2 separate regions of the Zea mays genome follow, and region 2 is linked to region 1. The links are chromatin contacts, called in public Hi-C maps. All regions are on one chromosome and are shown on one strand. The core of a region is the stretch at or near the end of the contact, and the rest is flanking DNA. Distances in the headings are between cores, read along the strand shown.

Region 1 (5,942 bases), core at 403-2,902:
TCTTAAATGTATTGTACATATTTTAGTTTTGCTAAACCGGTTGTTTAAAGTATTCAAATGAATAGAGAACTGTTTAGAGAAACTCTATATATAGAGGATTCATCAGCGTTCTCTAAATTTAAACGACCGTTTAGAGTACGTTGCTGAAAAGAGTAGATGATAACCTTATCCTTTAAATTTAGGGTACATGATCCTTTAGAGGTACTTGTTGGAGTATATGGAGCCATCTTGACAGACCAGCAAACTTGTTAGTGGTGTTTTTTTTTTTGTATTTTTGTTAGAAACAAGGGCCTGATCCAGGAGCACCTGTGTTAACCAAAAGCAAGGCAGAGATTTTGCAGCCTCGTGAGAAGAAAAGAATCAGAGAAGAGGATCTGAGACGTGAGCCTGCCTGGCTGGGTGGCTGGCTGGCTGTGGCTTTGAGATTACAGTGACTGACTCACAGGACAAGTACCGCAGGCATTGCAGAGGGAGGGACACGGTACAGTAGCCAGCGTAGCGTAGCAAGAGCCATATGTCAGAGATGTGGATGCGCCACCACCATGGGCATGGGGTTCTGATGAAACTGGTCTGTCTGCCGCTATACGTACGCTGCCTGCGCCACAGCAAGTTATATTACCGAGTGTTCGAGTACTACGTTCTACAGCGAACGAACTTACCACGGGGTAACTGCAATGCACTGCGTGCTGGAGGCACAGTTCAATCATGAAGACGACGCACGCACGCACGCACTGTAGATTCTACTTTGCACGAGCGTACGTAGAGAGGTGCTACTACTTTGTACGTACGTACTACAATAGAGTAGTAGGATCTGCTGGCAGGCATGAGGCAACAATTTGCTTTGCCTAACATGGCGTGCGGCCTTCCCTTCGAGTCTTTGACCGTTATACAGTGGAACGGAACCCCCGAATCGAACGGCTGCATGCAGCTGCAGCTAGCACATTTGAAACGCAGCAACGACTTGCAGCGACACTGCATTGACCGATCGATCCTGCTGCCTTGCGTGCTTGGGTTTCCTCGCCGGCTTCGGCTTGTCTGTCTGTCGCGCGGTGCCGCTGCCGCCATCATGGGTGTCGTGTCGTGTGGTGTTGCACCCTCTGTCTTCGCGCAGCATGCATGGATATGGATCGCTGCGGCGTCGCAGTCTGCAGCTCTAGTAGTAGCCCTGATGCATGATGGCGATCGCTCTGCCACTGCCACCCGGGCCGGCCGGCCGGCCCGCCGGCTACGATTGGTCAAGTCAGCGAGTGAGCGAGTCCCATCCATTGCCTCGTTTGGCCGGTCGTGGTCGTGGTCGCCCACGCATGCAGTTCAAGCGCATACTAGTAGAAATAAACATGCTTCAAATCTTATAAATAATAAAAAATACCAATAAGAACCATCCATATAGTAGACATGCCATTAGACTAGTGACAGAATATGTTTAACAGTGTACATTTTGTTTTCTAACGGAGGCGGTAGTAATGCGTGCGAGCATCTCACAATGCAGGAGGGCAACGTGCGTGTGGTGTGTGGTGGTCAGCACGGCAACAGTGTTCTCGCAACGCGGTCACGCCCGGAAAGCCATGCACCGCGGCATGCATGAATGCGCGCGCGCGTGTACCGCGGTCCGCGGGCTGCATGCGTGCGTGTGGCTTCCCCTCCGGTCCGGTGGCGCCCTCGCTCGCCGCGCATAGTCCACTGTTCACACTCTGTTCTCTTCTCATCTGACCGCGCCAAGTGGTGCAGGGCGGCCGCGCGCGCCCATGGCGGAACTAGCTAGCTAGCCCCCCAGCGTGGTCCTCCCGGCGGCCGTTGCGGTTGGTGCGCGGCTAGGTAGGCCGGACGGAAGGGCCGTCGGTTCCGGCCGTCCTCCGCTGTCAGTCCGTAAGCGCGCCTGTGCCGGCCGGCACGGCCGATCCAAGGGGCCGGGGACCTATCTTGCCGGGATAGCTAGTCGCCATGCATGCATGCATGCACACACACACCCACCAGACAGGGGTCACGTATATACAGCTCAGTTCCACGACGGCTATGACGTCGCATGCATGGATTATTGGCGTATACCGGCCGGCATATACGTGACGTGTACGCATAGTCGGCTCCATGCCGTCCGGTAGATTTTACTGAGGCAAATAATTCAGCATCTAAGGACTAGTTTAAAAACTCCATTTTTTCTATGAGATTTCCATTTTTTCAACAGAAGATGAACTAATTTACTTTAGAAAATAAAAATTCTTAAAAAAAATAGTGTTACCAAACTAGCTCTAAGCATTTTTTTAGTCACTATGCCATACTATGTCATACATGAAATCAACTCAAAGCCCTGTCTCCCATGCATACTCCGTAACCAAACACTAAGCACCAATACGGTCCAAAGTTTTTTTTTGGCCGACAACAAAAACAGAAAAAAAAAGTTTTGTTCTTCTTCATTATTTCCTATTCCATCTCTTCCGCCTCTTCTTTCTTATCCGCCTCCGGTAAGGAGACAAATCTGGAACAAGACTCAACCAAAGTTCACCGGGAATAGCAGCAATCAATATGCTTACCTAATCTACACAGGGTTACATGTGTACATGAGTAACAAGATCGTAGACTTGTCAAAGATTCACCAACTATGATTATGCATGCAAACACTATTCCTGCACGCCATCTGCCAACTCCTGACGGGACATACAATACGACAAGGGTACAGGCTAGCCCTTGGTCGCAAACTCTGTCTCGTTCGAAGTAGAGCTCGATCTCGGGTCAAACTCCGCATCACCCGAGCCCGGCTTCGGCTACCTGCTCCCTGTGAATCCCACAAGAGGCCACTCCTTCAACTATGACACACATCTTCAAAATCCTAGAGCGGGTTCGGTCGCGACCTCGGGCAGACTTATGCCTTGCTCAAAACGTTATTGGTTTTAAATATTAGTTTTTAAAACAAATATTTGTTATAAAACAGTATTGGTTTTAAATATTAGTTATAAAATTACTTTTTAAGACAAATCAGTGCATATAAATATTGGTTTTAAAACTACATAACAAAATAGTCAATGCTAGTCAAAATTTTATAAGTTTCACTTAAACCTTGTCAGCTTAGAGCTCTTTTCTACTAGTGTTTCTAACCTCAATATCTGCAACGGAAAGGTGCCTAACATTATCAGACACTACAGAGCATGATTTTTTACCATACTTAGTAATGTGTCAACCACTACGGTATGGACAAATCCCTCGCCAGGAGGGCTCGGGTGCGTGACCGAGCCCTCGGCTCTGGCCTCAGCTCTCAGCAGAAATCAAGCGAGCACAAGTCAGCAACAAGTACAAAGCCATACTGCAGACCATATCGTCTACAAGACCATGATGACATTTCCTCACAGTGCATGGCCAACTCCAGTACTCCGGACAGCCCCTCCTAAGGCTATAAATAGGATAGCCTACGACTTTAGGAGGGCAGGCGAACACTTCACGGTTTTCTCCTCCACCACGGTATTGACACTTGTCTCAATCAATCCCAGGGACTTGGGATCCTTCCCTCTCCCGCTCAGCTTGTATTCCCTACTGCAAGCACTTATTAGGAGCAAATAATATAAGTCTCATCCCCCTCTGTTGGAAGTAGGATCTCTTTTTGCCCGAATGAGGATAAAAAACTCGTGTCAACTTGTATCACCATCTGAGTTAGGGCATACACAACATTATTTCATTGGTTGATTAGGCCCTCGGGTCTGAACATCGACAGGTAGATCATGTATAATAAGGGATGCAAAATTGTAGATGCCATTGTTTGATACTTTTTACATAGTGAAGTTTAAAATGAAGGATGAGATAAGAGATATGATAAGAGATAGCTATAGAATATGATCGGTTGGTGCCTATGACCTATCCACAAGTTCAGTCTTTTCACTAAGCTTTAATCCGTATCAGCTTCTACTGTTTATATAGTGTTTTATCTTTATAAATTACTGTTACAGCAGTAGAACAGGTGACTTTTAAGTGAGGCGAACAGCCCTGCACGGTCATACTAATCCACACTTACTGCTGCCTGTAATCGCGCTGCGGCCGGCCGGCCGAACGTGCGGGTACGTGTGGTGTGTCAGTCTCGTGCTTGCCCGACGTTGTACGATCGTTTCTAACCAAACTATATATTCTTCTGCAATGGATTGTTATTGCGTTTTCTTCGTCTCAAAAATAAAATGGTCTTAGGGCCTGTTTGTTTACCCCCCAGATTATATAATCTGGATTAAATAATCCTAAGAGGCAAACAAACAGTCTAGCTTATTTGCCCAGATTATATAATCTAACCCCTTGGATTATGATAATCCATAAGCAAGTGAGGAGGTGCTTATTTCAGATTATTTTTTTCCCACTTCCTCACTACCCTTTCAAGTTTCCTAGAAATTACCCATCATTGCCATTATAATCTACCGAATCGTTTTTGCGCCTATCGGATCGGAGAAGCCCACCGCCCAACAGAAACACGCCAGATAATCTGGGTAAACAAACATGACTACTCAAATTATATAATCTAAATTATATAATCCAGATTATATAATCCTCTAAAAATAATCCAGATTATATAATTTATTGGGGTAAACAAACAGGCCCTTAGCTTATAGGTCCGAGCACGAAAATCAATGAGTTAAAAAAAATATGATAAAGAGAAATATAATAGAGGAAAGTAGAGATAGAGATCTGTTGAGAAATTAAAATTACGTATTAGTTGAAGAAAGAGAAAAGTATAATGGACGACGAGAATCGAGTGTGTTTTTTTTGTTCCTATGTATAGAATCGTCTATTTTAGGACTGGAGGTTATACACAGTAATAATAAAGTACTATATGCTGCAGGTATTATTTCCAAAGTCGTTCAACCAAGCTGGCATGAACGTACTTGTGACTCCATTTTTCGTCCCTTCCCTTGCGCAATCATTTAACTCATTAACTGCATGCGCGCGCACAAAAGTCCAAATTAAACTGAAGAAAATCAATGAAGCGGGAGGTATTGCGCGCGTGCATGTGCATGCGTACGCGTGATGACGATGGGTCGTCGATCGATGCTCCCCTCCAGCTAGCTAGTGTGGTACGGCCAAGAGCACCACCAAGCATCTATCCATCGATCCCAGTCACAAAAACAGTGTGACTACGTACGTACGTGCAGTCGTCAACCGTTAAGTTATAATACGTCGACATCTGCTACGCGCGCGGCTTTTCTTAATACATGTATATATACGGGATATGTATACAAGTAAAAGCAGCTAGTAAGCCTATATTACTGCTCGTTGACATCGTGTGCCTGCTGCTTGCATTGCGTCGTACGTGCATGACAGCGCGCGGCAGCTACGTACGTACGTACTCCTACCGAATGCAGTGCAAAAATCCGATCCGGCAGGGGGGGCACTGTAGTACACCCCACGCAGGCTCACGCGGTGCATGCACCTGCACGTGCGTTGCTGCATGGCGCGCGCGTGCAGTGCGTGCGTGCGCGCATGCTGGATCATGGAGGAGGAGTTGGCCGGTGTTGGCCTTCCCTCTCTACGATTTCAAAGTCCACTTTCCACGCGTCTAGAATGGAATGAAATGAAATGCATCTAGATGAAGTGCTGCTGCTGGCTGATCGAGGGAGACCAGGACCAGGACCGCCTAAAATGTGAACCGCGATCGATTATATGATACAACAGAGGAGTACCGTACTACCATGCACGCACGCACGACGCTAGCTAACAAACAATAATGCCTATTGCCCGATCGATGATTGAACCTAATTGAGCTACGGCTACTGCTCACAAGACCAGCTGTAACGCAAATATATACGCTCCCTCCATCCGAAAATAAACATGTTAATTCCCGCTTTCCCAAGATAATATCTTTAAATCTATTTCTGTAATCAATTTATTTATTAGGCGTATAAACGTTACAAATATTTTCTAAAAATATAGCTAAGCCTGGTAAATTTTGACCGAAACGAATATCATATGGAGACACT
Region 2 (5,986 bases), core at 1,228-3,727, 150 kb after region 1:
AAAATCTATTTGAGTCAAAACTCGCGCACGATCGGACGCACGCGATTATTACGCCGTAATTTCAGGACTCATTTACGGTTACGAAACAGATATACGATTTACGCTAAATTTCGTACTCATTTACGCTGTTTTGGTTCATGTTTTACGCTAAAATCTGTCCGAGTCAGAACCCGATCACGATGAGACGCGCGAGATTTTTACGCCGTAATTTTCGGGCCGCATTTGCCGTTTCAAAATAGATCTACGATTTACGCTAAAATTCGTAATCATTTACGCTGTTTTTGTTCACGTTTTACGCTAAAATATGTCCGAGTAAGAACCCATGCCCGATGGGACGCACGCTGGTACGGGACGTGGCTATACCTGGCTGGGGCTTCCTGGTACTAATCGAAGCCCAGGGCTTCCATTACCTCGTCCCTATATATATATATATATATATATATATATATATATATAATCACAATAAAACTAAAATGTTTTGTGTTTGCCACATTAAAAACATTTGGTCAGAAAGAAAAAAGAGTACAACTAGCTCAGAATTAATATTCAATTCTTTGTTCAGTGTTTAATTGAGTACTATACAACCATACAGAATACATATACAATGATCATCATAACTAGTTCTCGAAGGTCTGTTGAAGCTCTGGATTCTCCAAGTTGTGCTGGTCATGTAGGCTTTGATGGGCTTTAGTTAAATATCGAGTCTATATTTAGTAGGCTTCAATGGGCCTTAGTTAAATGAGTTGTGTCAAGCCGGCTCGTGGGCTTGACTTGAGGCCAAGCACGGCCCACATATTGGGTCGTGCCGGTCAAGGGCCACAATTAGATTGGACTGTGACAGGCCTAGGCCGTGCCTAGAATTGTGTGCTTTGGACCGACTTATTACACACAACACAAATGTACACCTATACTAGTCAGTTACCCGTGCGTTGCGACGGCTCACAACAATACCCACGTAAATTATCACAAAAAAGATCTCAAGATTTTTTATTGATTGTCTCCGTTTTTCACATAATATTTTTTATGAACGCACGGGTATCGTAGGCAGCAAATCAGAGACCCCCATCCCTCGCCTCCCCACTTCCAAGGTTTCGTAGAGTAGGAGGGGAAGGGAAGAGATGGACATACCTGTTCGTTGCTGAAGAAGGACACGACGAATACCTGGACATCTGGAGACAACATAGGTAGTATACCGCTAGATATATAGGGAGAGAGCACCCAAGCGGAGAAAGAAGCCCGGCCGGAGCAACTCCAAACCGAGAGGCACCCGCACCAGGCGTCAGTCCGAGAAGGGCGAGAGAATGCGAGTTTCTTCCTAGCCCTCGACCCACCGAAGAGACACAACACAATTATCAACTCCGTAGCATATGCCGACTGCTGCCACGCTATGGGCCTCGGTTGTCCAATATCTCAGACTTGGACTTCTCATTGCCAAGATAACCTAAGCGTGGCAGGCGTCACCATGTCCTTCTCAACGGTACACACGGAGAAAGTTCAGGAGCATGATCGACTCGCCCCGTACCCGCGTCAACGAGCGTCAGTCGGCTTGCGGCTGCGACCGTGGGTAGGGGCAGCAGGTTGGGGAGGAAGAACAGCGCGAAGGCCAGAAAGACGAATGAGACGAAAACGATGATGCACGCATGATGTGAAACGTTCTCGTGGACGTGCAATTGCCACTAGGTGAGTCGGTGTCGGGGCTGGTGTCGGACGAATACGGGGAGGGGGCGCCTGCTCCTACACCCTCTGCCGAGAATGGGGTGGCGCGAACGTGGAGGATGAGGGGAGAGAGAAAAGAAGTAGAATGGTGAACGAGGTGGTGGCAATTGAGGCGAGGACCATCATTATCGTGCGGAGGTATAGATGGTCAAATGCGCCATGTCTGGCAAGCCGGCCCGAGGCACGACCCATTTAATAGTGTCTGGGTCAATCCGCACGAGCGTCGTGCGGTGCTTGGGCCTTAGCCTCGGCCCGTTGTGCTGGCCCGGCCCAGCACGATTATTTTTTTATTTTATAAAAATTATATATACATATGTACAATTTATATTTAATATTATAATCATCTGAGTATTGTGTTATACTAGTTAGATAGATTTGCCCAGTGTCTCCCACCCTTTTTACATCAGGGTGTGGTTTCAAACTCCACCTCCTGCACTGCTTTTTTAACATTTTATATTGATTTGGAATGGATTTTTAAAAAAAAGATAACGCAGGATGATCGTTGAAACTGATGTTTTAAGTATAGTAAAGATTTTTACCAAAACTTGTTTAAATAGAATAGCTAGGTGAATAAAAAGGCGTAAACATAGGCTCATTCAGCGAGGGACGTAGAGACAGTATGTGGTCCATTTGCTACGGAACCACTTTGTGGCTTGCAGCTTGATGATTTGTTCCTGCGGCTGCCACGGGGTCCGCAGACACATGCGTACCGATCCATCCTAGTCCTAGGATACTACTATACAGGCACTGCCACGTGATTATTAATGAGAATAAAACACTAATTGGCCGCCTCCGACAAGTAGTGTAGATGAAGCTAATAAGGACCATTCAATGCCAACAACGGTGGCACCACACACACCATGCAAGCGTGCAAGTGCAATGTAACTGGTCACACCGTTCCAAAATAGACGTCATTCTCGTTCCTTCGTAAATCAAATAATTTTAACTTTAACTATATATGTATATATCATTAAATAGATCATTAAACTTATTTTTATAATAAATTTATTTAGAGATATAAATATTGTTGATTTTTTCTATAAATATAGTCAAACTTAAAAATATTTGGTCGATATAAATAACTTAGTGTCAGTTTTTTAAAGTAAAAAGAGTGGAGTAGAAATCTCTACTCTCTACTATACTTAAAGCACCAGTTTCAACGGTCGTCCTACGTCAGCTTTTTACAAAAAAGTCTCTACGTTTCTTCTAAATTAGGGAGGTGAGGTTTGAATACACACCCTAATGTTCGGGTGTTTATAATATTGAATATAAATTGTACATATGTATATATGGTTTTGTGTAAAATAAAAAATAATTGTACTGGGCCAGGACAACACTACGGGTCGAGGCTACGACCCAAGCACCGCACGGGGTCGTGCCGGGTTGGCCCAGGCACTATTAAATGGGTCGTGCCTCGGGCCAGCTCACCAGACACGGACCATTTGGCCATCTATATCTCCGCACGATAATAATGGTCCTCGCCTCAGTTGCCACCACCTCGTTCGTCATTCTACTTCTTTTCTCTCTCCCCCCATGCCTCCACCTTCGCGTCACCCCATTCTCGGGAGAGGGCATAGGAGCAAGCGCCTCCTCTCCGTATTCGTCTGACACCAGCCCCGACACCGACTCGCGTAGTGGCTATTGCACGTCAACGAGGACATTTCACATCATGTGTGCATCATCGTTTTCGCCTTTGTCGGACGTCCCGTTCGTCTTCCCGGCGTTCACGATGTTCTTCCTCCCCAACCTGCTGCCCTCGCCCACGGTCGCAGCCGCGAGCCAACCGACGCTCGTCGATGCGGGTACGGGGCGAGTCGGTCATGCTCCTGGCCTTTCTCCGTGCGTGCCGTCGAGGAGGACATGGTGGCGCTTGCCTTTCTTAGGTTATCTTGGCGATGAGGAGTCTAGGTCTGAGATATTGGATAACCAAGGCCCGTAGCGTGGCAGCAGTCGACATATGCTACGGAGTTGGTGGTGGTGTTGTGTCGCTTCGGCGGGTCCAGAACTAGAAAGACACTCGCATTCTCTCGCCCTTCTCAGACAAATGCATGGTGCGGGTGCCGCTCGGTTTGGAGCTGCTCCAGCTGGGCTTATTTCTCCACTTGTGTGCTCTCTCCCTATATATCTAGCGGTATACTACCTATGTCGTCTCCATATGCTCAGGTCTTTGTCGTGTCTTTCTCCGACAACGAACAGGTATGTCCGCCTCTTCCCTTCCCCTCCTTCTCTACGAAACCTTGGAAGTGAGGCGATGGATGAGGGTCTCTAATTTGTTGCCTACGGTACCCGTGCATTCATAAAAAATATTATATGTGAAAATCGGTGACAATCAATAAAAAATCTTGAGATCTTTTTGTAGATAATTTACGTGGGTATTGTTGTGAGCCGTCGCAACGCACGGGTAACCGACTAGTTAGTAATTTACAAGGCATTGTGTCGTCATTTATCTACTAGAGTTACATATTAGTACCATCGGTTTAGTTGTTCTATCTTAAGCTATGCGGTACTTTTTCTTTCTTTTTTTACAAGCTTGTCGTATTCCTGGACCAAACATATATTTGTTTTCAAACATCAACTTTACAAATTTTAACTAGTAATTTGCCCAACTAACTTTTTAACTATTATGATACAAACTTGATACTACTAGTCTACACGTTCGTGCTAACGCAACGGTCCTGGGGAGGGAGAGGGCCCGGCGGCACGAGGGAGGGGCCAGCAATGAGAGTGAGGGGGAGGAGGAGGCATAGGGTTACTATGTGTGTGATGGATGGGGGAATGATGATTCAAATAATATTGGCAATTGGATTTGAGTAGGAGGGACGAGGGTTATCAATCAATTGATCTAAACCATTGGTTTTGGGGTGTATCATGTGTGGGTGCAATTTGTTTGCTGGAATTTGGGGAGGTTATAGGTGTGGGGTGATTTAGGGTGAGTTTTGAAAAGTTTAAACTGGTGGGTTATATAGGTGTAGGTTATACAATACATGTGGTTATAGGGCGTCAAAAATAAACTTTTCATTTCAAAAGTATCCTATTTTTGTCGGCTTGAGTGTTATCTTCGATGGTAACATCTCGTCGGAAGTTGGGCGTTGAAATCAAGTATTATTTTTGGTGGTCAAAGGACAATCGCCAAAAACAACCCTACAAATGGTTGTTTTTGGCCATTGTGTATGGCTATCGAAAATAGTCAAGTTATTTTCGGTGGTTAGGGACCAGACGGTGTGCGAGCGCAACCGATATGGGTGGGGAGATGTCGAAAGTGGCAGGGCGATGGAGGGTGGGAGGCGGCAGCCACAAATTACAGAAGCGCGGAGGGAAGACGCGCAAGGAAGAAGAAATAGCAAGGAAGAAGGTTGGACGCGCCCCTGTATATGTAAAATGTTGGTGGCTTTCTCTGGCCATCGAAAACAAGTAACTTAGGGTCTGTTTGGTTGGGTTGTGGCTGTGAAAAAAGTTGTTGTGTGTTGTGAGCTGTAAAAAAACTGATGTGAGTTGTGAGGTGTAAAAAATATAGAAATCGTTTGGTGGAAGCCACTAAAAACCGTTTGGTAGAAGCCACTAAAAACCACTAAAAGTTTTTCCATAAATATTTTCACAGTTCCATCCGAAAACTGCTAAAAAGGTCCAACGGTGTTTTCAGTTTTACTCTGCGAGAAAGTCGATTTTTTAAGAAAAAAAAGCTACTTCCTTTATCGAGTCCTTTGGTTTCGTTTTTGGATTTTAGGGGCAAAAGCGAAATCCAAAGCCAAAATACAAACCAAACACATCCTTATTTTCGACAGCTAATACATGGCTGCAGAAAAATAACTGATTTATTTTTTATGGTCGTGTATCATCCATAAAAAATTATCATGGCTACCAGAAATTTATCAATTTTCAGAAAAGAGCTAGGCCGAGTCGGCTCGGTCGCATTGCGAGCTCGAAGATCAGACTCGACTCAGGCTCGCGAGGCACCACACTAAGTCTAATTTAGAGTATAAATTGTAAATTTCATTATATATAAAATAAAAATTGTACACAAAAATACATAAACATATTTTAAAGTATACATAGCATTAGGTCCATAAAAGATAATTATGGATAGTGAATATGGATAGATTGTTCACATTTTTTTTTGATAATGGAAACATAGTCCGACCTTGACCTCTAGAGAGGCTACGGCCAACGTTTACAACTGAAGGCAGCTTACTGCCTTGACAAAACACATGACTGCACCCAAGACCACCTATGACAAGACCAAAGGTACTACAACGTTAATCGCCAAGCAGCT

Evidence for each region. A called contact is a pair of places that touch in the nucleus more often than the background predicts.
Region 2: a contact with region 1 is called in a Hi-C map of leaf, with 2.7 times the contacts expected there. The contact joins two enhancer-like sites. A contact is called at or near these places in 4 of 25 Hi-C or Micro-C datasets (leaf and leaf mesophyll).

The regions. Positions count from the first base shown.
Region 1 is chr3:161,585,584-161,591,525 of Zm-B73-REFERENCE-NAM-5.0, forward strand. No RefSeq gene overlaps it. Among protein-coding and RNA genes, the nearest start is that of LOC103650833, 4.6 kb to the left of the region's middle. Within about 2 kb of position 1,653, at least 14 of the 20 cell types and tissues checked have an H3K27ac peak or open chromatin away from gene starts, as enhancers often do. A contact at or near this core is called in leaf and leaf mesophyll, where this site is marked.
Region 2 is chr3:161,731,389-161,737,374 of Zm-B73-REFERENCE-NAM-5.0, forward strand. No RefSeq gene overlaps it. Among protein-coding and RNA genes, the nearest start is that of LOC103650839, 62 kb to the right of the region's middle. Within about 2 kb of position 2,478, at least 15 of the 20 cell types and tissues checked have an H3K27ac peak or open chromatin away from gene starts, as enhancers often do. A contact at or near this core is called in leaf and leaf mesophyll, where this site is marked.